Regions from separate parts of the Bombyx mori genome. Here region 1 is linked to region 2. Evidence: chromatin contacts called from public Hi-C data. All regions are on one chromosome and are shown on one strand. Each heading gives the region's core, a stretch centred on a gene start, on an enhancer-like site or on the middle of the called end of the contact. The rest is flanking DNA. Distances are from core to core; before and after follow the strand shown. Region 1 holds the start of LOC733061 (actin-binding LIM protein 2). Region 2 overlaps LOC733061 (actin-binding LIM protein 2).

What was found. A called contact is a pair of places that touch in the nucleus more often than the background predicts.
Region 1: a Hi-C map of midgut shows a contact between it and region 2, with 1.9 times the contacts expected there. The contact joins the promoter of LOC733061 here to the enhancer-like site in region 2. A contact is called at or near these places in 4 of 7 Hi-C or Micro-C datasets (middle silk gland, midgut, posterior silk gland and 1 more).

The regions. Positions count from the first base shown.
Region 1 is chr26:7,243,209-7,248,977 of ASM3026992v2, reverse strand. LOC733061 (actin-binding LIM protein 2) reads left to right here and starts at 2,793. Exons shown (of 19, transcript XM_062676336.1): 1 at 2,793-3,046. The coding sequence starts at 3,043. It overlaps LOC101745507 (ubiquitin thioesterase trabid), which reads left to right. Exons shown (of 19, transcript XM_062676337.1): 19 at 1-2,021.
Region 2 is chr26:7,158,897-7,164,260 of ASM3026992v2, reverse strand. It overlaps LOC733061 (actin-binding LIM protein 2), which reads left to right. Exons shown (of 19, transcript XM_062676336.1): 8 at 2,071-2,142; 9 at 3,789-3,966; 10 at 5,212-5,339. Among protein-coding and RNA genes, the nearest start is that of LOC134201485, 31 kb to the right of the region's middle. Within about 2 kb of position 2,055, at least 6 of the 8 cell types and tissues checked have open chromatin away from gene starts, as enhancers often do.

The DNA.
Region 1 (5,769 bases), core at 1,544-4,043, 84 kb before region 2:
GAACCGGGGTAAATTACCCCAAATGAGGTAAAATGAAAATTTGGGGGGTAAATATGAAACTTGTGAGTAAAAAGTATATGTTGAAGTGAAATTTCTTTAGAATCGTTGTGATTTCAAACTCGATGAAACGAAATGAAACGAAACGAAAAATTTTTTTTTTTTTTTTCAAAATTATCTTGTGTGCTATAATATGAATGATGCTAAAAAGAAGCGATTTCGTTATTTTTTGTTCTTCGCCATGGGGTAATATCAACTTACACAAAAATATTTTGGGGTAATAATTTAAAAAGTTCCCCGACCGCTGACCTAGAGGGATGGACAAGCTCCCTACCTGCCTGCCGCATAAAGAACACTTGACCACATAGATACCGGAAATCTACCTTGAGACATGACTTTAAAGTCTAGAACAATCTAACCAAAGAGTAAACAGTTTTCTCATATCTGATGAATGGTGGCATCATAATTGCCATGGACATATACAGGGTGTTTAGAAAGTAAAGTTTCCAGAACCGAAACTGGAATATTCGGAAATATACTTATTTAAATAGGAATGGAAAACATTAGTTTAACGAAGTCAAGCATCTCCGTATGCTTTAGTATGTTCATTTATTCTTAAATCTCGATACAACATTAAGGCAAAACTGTAAACAAATATTCCCGAAAAATACAGCTGATATTAATATATTCTAGTCATATTGACGTTGCAATTTTTATTTTCTAATGTTGTTCTGCCAGGTATAACTGATACTGCCTTCTTCGTTTTCGGGAAGTTCTAATTCACCCTCTTTAAAGGGTGTCCTCTAATTCGCCCCCTCTTTCACATGTGTTAGAAGATGCCTTAATGTATCGAAGCTATCAGTATAACCTTGGGATCATGGTTTAAAGTTGCACATCTAGAGGCCTGTGCCAAAAGGGGTCAGAATTGCGGGCCAAACTCTCAAATTGTATTTACTTTTATTAAAACAATGCTCTAAAATAAATACTCGATGTGTTTTAGTAATGTTAGATGATGCGTTCTGGTAAAGATAAGTTGTCACTGCTGTTGGCGCGTACATTATTGCTCTTCTTCTTTCTTCTTCGTCGCTTTCTTCATTGCTGAAGGTCGTGTCCCTGAAACTTGACCGTTGCCTGTCTCGTGAGCTGTTTCCATCTCGTCCGGTCCTCAGCTGCTCGAATTGCGGTTGCGACTGGCAACCCAGTTAGAGCGGTTACTTGATCACACCAACGGCTAGGTACCTAATCGGCCGCGGGGTCTCTTTCCTTCTACTTTGCCCGTCACAATCACTTTGTCCAAGTTATCTGACTGTCTATATTATTAATAATCTTATTACTACTTATCCATGAATGTCAGTTTTATAGTTTCAGGAACAAGTAAATGTTTTTTTGTTAATTTTACGTGTAATTGGACTGTTTGTCATATTTGGGAATACGTTTATCGTTTGGCTAAATACAGCAATACTGTCGATCGAATACGTTGTACGGCTTATAGCCAAAAAAAACCGTCAAGTAACAGCAACGAAAAAAAATAGACACGGCCCTTCTAAATTTTAATGCTAGAGTATTGTGATCGGTGAAGCGCAAGACAAGACGTTCATTAAAAAGGGTCGTTCAAAAATAAACTTTCTGTGAAAACAAATACGCGCTATTGTAAATATTTATGCCGCCGCCTTACTCTCATTAGTATTTAGCTGTTAACCAATGGTGCAATACGGAATATAGAAATTTTGCTTTAGAGGAAAAGGAATAACTCGCTTGGGAGTGAATGGTATGTTTGCTTCGTTCGATTCAGTAATGCAAACTGGAAGGAATGAAATTTTGAGGGCAACAATAAATGAACTATTGATCTTATAGGTTATATTTTACTTTTTCTTTCAACAAGTTGTAAATATGTTCACCGGGTACGTTCGATTCGAACGTGATTAAAAGCGCATCCGTTAATTTCATTGTGAACTCATTTGATTGAAATTGTTTCTGTACCTTACTAATTTTAATCAATAAAGCACTTATTTTATGAAAATGTTCTTTATTTGTTTTATTCCTAGATTTCGACTGAAATCATAGATTTAAAGATGCGGCCTGTGCGACGATAAGTGGCAACATTTATAGTACCTAGCTACTTGGTCTTGGTGACCACTTAATACTGTGTAGGATGTCACCTGGTCTATCAGGTTAATTATTCACACTACTAATGCTGGAAAATTGATTCAGAATTTGCTGTCAATTTTGTTGATTCTTTTGATCTAAAATCACACTGATTTTATTATTTAGCGAAAGTTTTTTAGGTACAATTTTTCGATTGACCCATATATCATACGTGTATGTGCTGATGACTTAAATTATTTTGTACTTGAGTTGCTATTGTATGTTAAAATTATGGACAGAAAAGAGACTGTCAAGCACTCTTCGCGACATTTTACGAAATAATATGCTCTCTGTTTAGTATGAAACTAAAACGCTTCCAGCTTCCTTAGGTCTGCGAACATGAGGATTGTTTCTATACAGTGGTATTCCATTCTTTAATCCAGAATAACATGTCTATTCAAATACTATAGACAGAAATTAGGTAACATACTAGCTGCTACTTCAGATGCATGATAGAAGTTTAGTAGTAGCTTGAAAAGGCTTAGCCACGTAGGCCATTATCATCAAAGTATTCTGTTTTTATTTCACTCCAATATAGAAATGCCTGACGAAAATAAAGCAATATTATGTCTGTCTGAGTACGCACATTGTACATGATTAAAGTTTCACGTTGAAGTCCACAGTGTATCCACAGATTATATCGTCTTTTGAACAGAGAGCGGCACACGCGCGTTTTTGACAATAGTTGAAATCATTGAATTGACAGCAATTGCATCGGCGGGTAGCATTGCGTTCGAATATAAATTCAATTAGATTTTTCCTTGAGAATCACATAATTTTTAATCTGTTTATCACCGCTAATTTGATGTGTGTAGTAATTAATGTTAACGTGATAATGAATATTTAGTGAGTCCAGTAAATATTCCTGAGTTGCGACCTGGCGTGAGCGGTATCATCAAAATGGGTGAGTACGCCGGTTATTTCTTTTATTTTTATTGAACTTGCTGGACATTTATTGTGTTTTCGATCAGAATATCTAATAGTAAGGGCACTGCAATTTTTCTTCGTGAAATTCTTATGTGAATAATATAGTCAGCGCTGCTGAATTTTTGCTACGATTATCGATTTTCCTCATGCGTCCTTTTTGAGTTTGTAAGCCTAAAATACGCATAATAACAAATTTACCTTTGGCTGTCGTGCTATTTTCAGGTTGACGTTGATATTACACCGCAAATTTATTTCCAAAAAAATTAAATCATAATTTTTCCTTCTCAATATTTCTTTAAACCAAATAAAAGAAATAAATACGAAACATTTAGCTGAGAAGTGTTAATATTTTCATGTTGTAAGAAGTTACTAATTTTTGTAACCTTGAGTCTACTTGTTGCCTAGAAAAGTATGGAAATTTCTGAGTAACTTCAACAAAAACTAATACTATTATTTTATTTAGTTAATTTTATAAGCATACTTCATTAAATAAACATTATGGAATTAATTACAAATATTACATAAATTCTTTTGGGAAAACTTAAATAATAAAAATAGCAATTAGTAGTAAGTAATATTACATGATTTGTGAATGAATTTGTAAAGGATATTGTAAACTCAGTCACAAATAATTTTAACAAAAATTGCAACAACAACAATTTGACTAAAAATAATTAATCAAAATCAAGTTGATTACGATCAATATTAAAATAAAACAAATTCTACAAATACATAAACATTTTAAATCACAAATTTGAACAAACTTATTAAACTAGTTTTGAATGGATTTTGTTACAAATAATATTAAAAAGAAATGTAATATGAATGACAAAGTTCATACTTATATGTAAGATTCCTTAATAAAATTAAGACCGCTCTAGGATTTTATTTTTGTTGCAACTTGACACAGTGAATAAATAGTAAATCAGAATGAACTCAAATGAGGAATATTGATTACACGAATGAAAACTTAATTGCTATTTGTATTTTTAAGTGATAAAGTCACTATCTCATAGTAATTTTTTTTTTAAATAATATTGTTAATTTTCAGACACCTTGCAAATGAATTAAGACTAATAAGTTAAACTAATTTACCTTGATGTTAAGATAAAAACTGCACAAAACACACTGAAGATAACAAATACTGATAACGAATTTCCATTTTACTATCTTCAAATGTTAAAAGAGATAGCTGAATATTTAGCACTAGCACTGCATGTGTTCAGTGCATAGAGAATCTTCACCATCACACATGAATATGTGATATTAATTACCTATAAAATATTTGAACTACTATATACTAACCTGCTCATAATCGATGTACCGATTGCAGGTATCAACTCAAAAATATGTAGATTGTATGTGCAGTTTGTAAATATTAAATTTAATTTAAGTATGATAAAAAAATTCATCATCATCATCAGTCTGCGGCAGTGCACTGCTGGACATAGGCCACCCCCAAAAAATTATTAAAAAATTACCCATACTTAAATTAATCATATTATTTGCAAATGTCAAAGTAAATAAAATAAATTAGAAATATATTTAAATTTGCTTGTTATTTGGTATAAAAATTATCAAAAAAAGTTAGATTACTTTATTTTTACCAGTATTATGTTCTATTAACATTACTTTAAACTAGGACTTCAATATAATCTGAACAAATTTTATATTTCCGCAAGTTTCATTTAAAAATATCGAGGGGAAAAATGAATTTAAGCCAGTTTCTCCTTGTCAAGTGTCAGTGCCATTGTGCGGTATATTTTAGTAATAAACATATAAATTGAAGCTGTCGTAAAGGGCGTAGGCCATAATGACCTGAAGGCTGATGAAATCATTGATGCAGGGCTGGTGATCATCGAAGCGGCACGGTGTCCAGTTACGGTGTCGGGATCGCATGCTCCACCGGTTTCTCTCGTTACCATGATGTACTGTCTCCAATTTAATATTCTATGATTACTAGGAAAATTTGTAAAGGTTATACAAAAAACATTGATGATGTGTTCATCTAATCCAGGGGTTCCCAAACTTATTTTGTCTACTGCCCACTTTGTAAATAAATGATTTTTTAGCGCCCCTATTTTTTTACCTACTTAAAAACCACTATAGCCAGAGCTCAGTCGGTATCTAAGAGTGCTCCTAGATAAAATTACAAATCGCCTCACAAGCCTCTACACAACGCCCCTATTTTTTTCTGGGTCTCCTTCCGCCCCTCTTTAGGTCTGCAGCGCCTACAAGGGGGCGTTATCGCCCACTTTGGGAAAGGCTTTAGAAATTACGTGGAATACGTTTTTCTATGATGGTCTAGTAACTCAAATTATGCTTGAAAGCTACAGGAATCATTTTGATTGCGGTTTTGTGATTTTTAACTTTACTACTATTGCTTTAGTGTTTCTGCACCATACAAACGAACTTTTGCTTTAGAATTGCGTATCATCCATCTAGAGGTATATATATAGAGAAGCTGAGTGTATTTGAGCCCGATGCTATCCCTGGTAGTTCACAAAACAACTTACGTGCCCTCGTTCCTTTTTTTTTATTGCCCGTGCAGGCAGATGAGCATACGGCCCACCTGATGGTAAGTGGTTACCGTCGCTCATGGACGTCTGCAATGCCAGGGGCAGAGCCAAGCCGCTGCCTACTGCTTAATATTTTTGTGGTTATAAAGACAATGTTTACATTCGATGAGACTTCTTTTGT
Region 2 (5,364 bases), core at 806-3,305:
TTAATAGTCAGTAAAAGTAAAACATAAACTGAACATATATGGTATTAAAATTGTATAAAATAAATTCACACAAGATTTCTGAAAACTTGATTTTGCCTTCACCATGATGATGTAGGTAATTACATAACTACACATTACGGTCAATCACCTCATCTACATTCCTTAGTAATTATTTCTTTTGTAGTTTAATAGCAATGGTAGTGACACAAAAATACTGCATTATTAGTGTATTTAATGACAATGTAAATAAGCTCTAACCAGTTATCAAATGATGCGGTCTCGACTCTAGCCACAAAACTTTATTTAAATGTAATGATATTATAATGACGTCATCACCAAAAGAACCAGACCAGCTAATTGAATAGCAAAAATTAAAATTGTCAACTATTTAATAAGTAGTTGTCTAAAAATGGAAATAAAATTTTTTGCGGTTCTTTTTGTTTCGTTTTTCGTCAGTAGTAATTAACAAATTTTAGATGGGTAGATGAAAATTTCGCTAATCTTCTTATTCCAAATAGTATCATTAGTACATCATTAATAATATAATTAAATAGTAATAATATTTTAATATGGATAACAAATATTTGAAAAACACGAATTACCAATACGATTATTAAGTTAAGGTACGTACGCGTACGCATTTGCGTGCAGCGAGTGCGTGTACGTGCATATTACATTCGCACGCACTTCACATTCGGCATAATTTTCCTTTATGAGGACTTAAAAACGAAAATTATATATTCACATTTTATTATTCATAATACAAATTAGCTTTCTCTTTATGGTATCTTGTTTTGATTTTGTAGTTTTTTGTTTGCACTGATTGATTGATATTTGTTTTACAGCCGTAGTTGCAAACTGCACTCGTCGTATTGTAAATGTGTTTTTGTTTTTCATAAATTCATTTCATCTTAGTCTTGTAGATTTTCATTCCAACCGGACAACGGAGTTAAATAATTTATATATAAAATAAAGTTGATGGAAGAAACAGTTTGATAAAAGAAAAATATTGTTAATACAGTTCAATAAATTGAAACCATTTCATTGGACGTCAATTAAATCAAAGTTTTAATTCCAATAATAATACAGAACAACCGAGCTCTACCAAATTATACTTGTGGTTAAAAGTCGATAACAAAATGTTAATTGTTCTTCTTTAAATTACAAACTCTTAAAACCACAAAACAGCTTTAGTTGTTTAGTTGTTCATTACCCAACAATTTATTCACCGTGTAGTTAATATAATAATATATGTATGAATTTTAGATTTGTGTGTGTGTGCGCATCAATGGGAACATTAATGCGCTGAAGGAAAATCGGATTTTTCATGAATAAATATAAGACTTAAATTAAATTACTATATTTTTATTGCAAATGAGTTGTTTGAAGTGCACACACACAACGGAATGCTTATGTAGTTATCGTCACTCAGAGCTGTTGCGTTAAATGAGCCTGATGCTAAATTAATATTAAAAGTGACAAATATCTGTTTAAAGAAGTCAGTTTTGTCTGGAACTGTACACGTCACAGCTCTGAGTAGCTCTCATGATTACGTGTAGCCAACTGAAAGTGTTTGTGTGGGCGTCATACTCGGCTATCGAATATAATAAGATATTATTCATTCGCGAAGCAGCTGCCCTTGAGTAGTTAAGTCTCCTCGGGAGGCGCTCGGGCAGCTGTTAGCAAATCTCACCCCTCCTGGCTAAGGGAGAAACTGGTATAGCCTCTGGACCACAAGTAATCCATTCGTCAAAAAAAAAAACTTTAAATTAGCTTACTTGTGTACGTCTCGCGAGGTATCATCAGCTTTGAGACTGAGCTTGTTCATAAACTACGTAAGAATAATCTCGAAAAAATCTCTCGAGTGAAATGAGACTTTCAAATTTTTACGTATGACGCTTACACAAAAACGGATCTTGACATTAGACGCATAAAGTTCAGTTTTGATTTTCAAAATGATCGTGACGTTATCAAACGCAACACGATGCCTCTAATGTTGAAATGTATGCGCTGTGTATGTCGTATGTGTGTAGTAGTATGTGACTTGCTAGTTTATGTTGTGGTACACAGTTCTCGCTGCGATCGCGCACACCCAGCGTCAACGGCTCATACTGCAGTCCCTACAGTAGCTTGACTAGAAAGGTCTGCTCACACCCTTGTATTACCTTTTATTTTTTTTCTTATTTTTTAAGCTTACAACGTGCCTCTTAAAGTTTGTACTGGAATATTAACCTAAATAATTTTTACTGGTGGTAGGACCTCTTGTGAGTCCGCACGGGTAGGTACCACCACCCTACCTATTTCTGCCGTGAAGCAGTAATGCGTTTCGGCTTGAAGGGTGGGGCAGCCGTTGCACCTATACTCAGAACTCATATCGTATTGATTGTATAGATGTCTATGGGCTCCGGTAACCACTTAACATCAGGTGGGCTGTGAGCTCGTCCACCCATCTAAGCAATAAAAACAAAAACAGAGTGTAAAGTAAAGAAAGTGAATTCTAAAAAAATTTTTTTTTTAATACGAATTTTTTAGTCCATAATTAACCGAAAAAGTTAAAGGTTTGGAAATAAATAAATAAATAAAACAACCTTTAGTTCATGTATAACTTTAAGAGGCATTTTTTTATTTATTAGTTGACACATTTACATGTTTTTTTTTGTCTTTTTATTTCAATTCTTTTTTTTTGTCTTTTTATTTCAATGCCTTATTTATGATTTACCGCATATTATATTTTCTGTTGTACCCTTCCCATGTCCTCGCACAATGTGAGCATGTTGATGTGTAAACTAACAAAATTATGTATTTACTTTCAGGAAATTTTCCCCATAACAGGGAATTTAAAATAGCTACATACTGTTTAACGCATTCAAACTTTACTCAGGGTCAGAGTTTCTTACTACAGAGTAAATAACTCATTACAGAGTAAATAGAAAATTTAACTGGAAGACTAAATAAAGACATCGGCTATTAAAAATAATGGGACATAGTGAGGAACCTAACCACACAAATATAAAGTAATTAGAAAGTCATCTTAATTAAAAAGTCATCTTAGTTTCAATTGCTTAAATGGAATTAATGAAACTGTGTTCATAGTATTTGGTCGACTATGTTAAATTTACGAAAAGAGGTGGATGTTAAAAAGGAAAATGAGATATTTGTTTGGGTTCGATCAGAAAACCAAGCCAACCGATTTTTAACATCCTAAGGTACTCCCCCAGATTATTATCAGTTTTATGATTGTCCCACGCAGTTGTAACATTAGAATATTTGTTATAAAGAACAATGTAATAGTATTTAAAAAAATATATATAATTGCCTAAGAATAATAAAACTATGGAAGCTAATTCCACTGCTTTTCATATCTAAAATTAAAAAGCGCAAAATAATAATTATCTGGTCAACCGAAAACTGACGCAACACGACCGCACGATACGAGTGCCACAGCGAACTGGCACGCCATTCTGTAGCTATTTTAAGCCCCGCCCTCCGCGGTAGCTATTTACGTGGAACCATTTTTGAAGCGTAATTACTTTTCTATAGTTTTATTATTCGTAGTTAATTGCACTAATTTGTTAGTGGGACAATAACAATAGTCGACGTTATAAATGTGGGGATGCCATAAAAAACAGATGCTAAATTAAATTAGTAAATGGCAATGTCAAGGACACACTAAAGCCACTGTCTATCCTTAGATCTTATTTAATTCAAACTTTATTTGGAGAAGGGGCGTGTTTTTTTGATAATGTCCAATCGTATAATACGAGTTGTGATGTCGGCGGCATGTCCAGTACGGGTACCGAGCCGTGTCCCCCGGGCTGGTGCTACGCGAGTACCGCGAGGCGGGCGCGTGCAGTCCGCACCGCATCACCACGTACTCGTACCTCACGACGGAGCCTGCGTACCTGCGCCGCCCCGTGCAGCCCTACGACCGCCCGCCCACCTCGCCGCACTTCCACCGCCCGCCCTGTAAGTAACTGTGACTTGTGAGTCCCTACGAGTACGTACTGTTAGTGGGGGAGGATCCAGGAGCTTTTATTAAAAAAAACTGCGACCGACACTGAGTTTATTTTATAAAAGAAATCATTTTTTCCTCATATCTATTGCGCGGACGAAATTTTCCACACTTATAGAGAATAAAAAAACATTACACACACACGCATGCATACGATTTGTTTATTGTCAAACTTTTCTTATTGCCTCTTTACAGTCTGTGGTCGAATTGAGAATAGATTAAATATTGTTTGTCTTTATTAATATTTGTTTAAAGTGTAATCTTGGCGAAGTCTGTGATTATGAAAGTATAATAGTCTTTGACAATAGAATCATAATAGTGTATTTAAAACTTATAATTTCAATTTATTATATTCGAATTTTGATTACCGGGGGAACACTAGTTTTATTGAAATGGCTAAGCAATAAAAAATAAAGCATTCGTTTGTTTTTCGTATTGCCTCCATCGTTTTGTTTGTAGTAATACAATCGTATGCGTGTAAGTGAGAGGGTATTTACAGCCCACTGAGTTTCTCGCCGGATCTTCTCAGTGGGTCGCGTTTCCGATCCGGTGGTAGATTCTACGAAGCACTGCTCTTGCTAGGGTTCGTGTTAGCAACTTCGTCAGGTTTGAGCCCCGTGAGCTCACCTACTAGTTAAGGTTACGCTGAAATAGCCTCTCAAGGCTCTCAGCTAGGATTATAAATAAAAAAATACTCCACGTATACTGTGTTACTTATAATATTTTGTATTCAAGTTTAACAATATTTGCTATGTGCATTCCTATAATACTCATGTTGTATTTGTTATTTTAGCTGTTCTAAACACACACTCATCACTTTTAATTATTATTCTCATAATCCTCTCGCAGGTCTGCTGGAAGATTTCTTAAAGAAATAAGCAGTGCCTTTGTACATAAATTTTCCTATTACTCTGTATTATGTTTTCTTTTTTGTGTGTACATAAATAAATAAAGTGAGAGGGTAAATGTTTATTTATACTTACTTACTTATTTAAAAAAAAAAACAAAAAAATATTGAGAAAAAACAAAAAAAAGCCCGCTGAGTTTGTTTCGCCGGTTCTTCTCAAGACTGTGGCTTTTTTTGGAACCGGTGGTAGAGTTAACATTGTTATTTATATTTTGACATTCAACAAGTGTGTTATAATGACATCTAAGTTGAAATAAATGATTTTGAATTTGAATTTGAATTTGTTTGGCAGCGTCGGCGAGCACCCGCGCGTCGTCCCGGGCGGGTAGTAAGGCGTCGTCCCGCCCCGGGATGCGCGTGCTGGTGGACTCTATCCGCAGCGAAACGCCGCGACCCAAGTCACCGCACATGAACAATGAGGTAATTTTTTTTACTACGCTTTTAT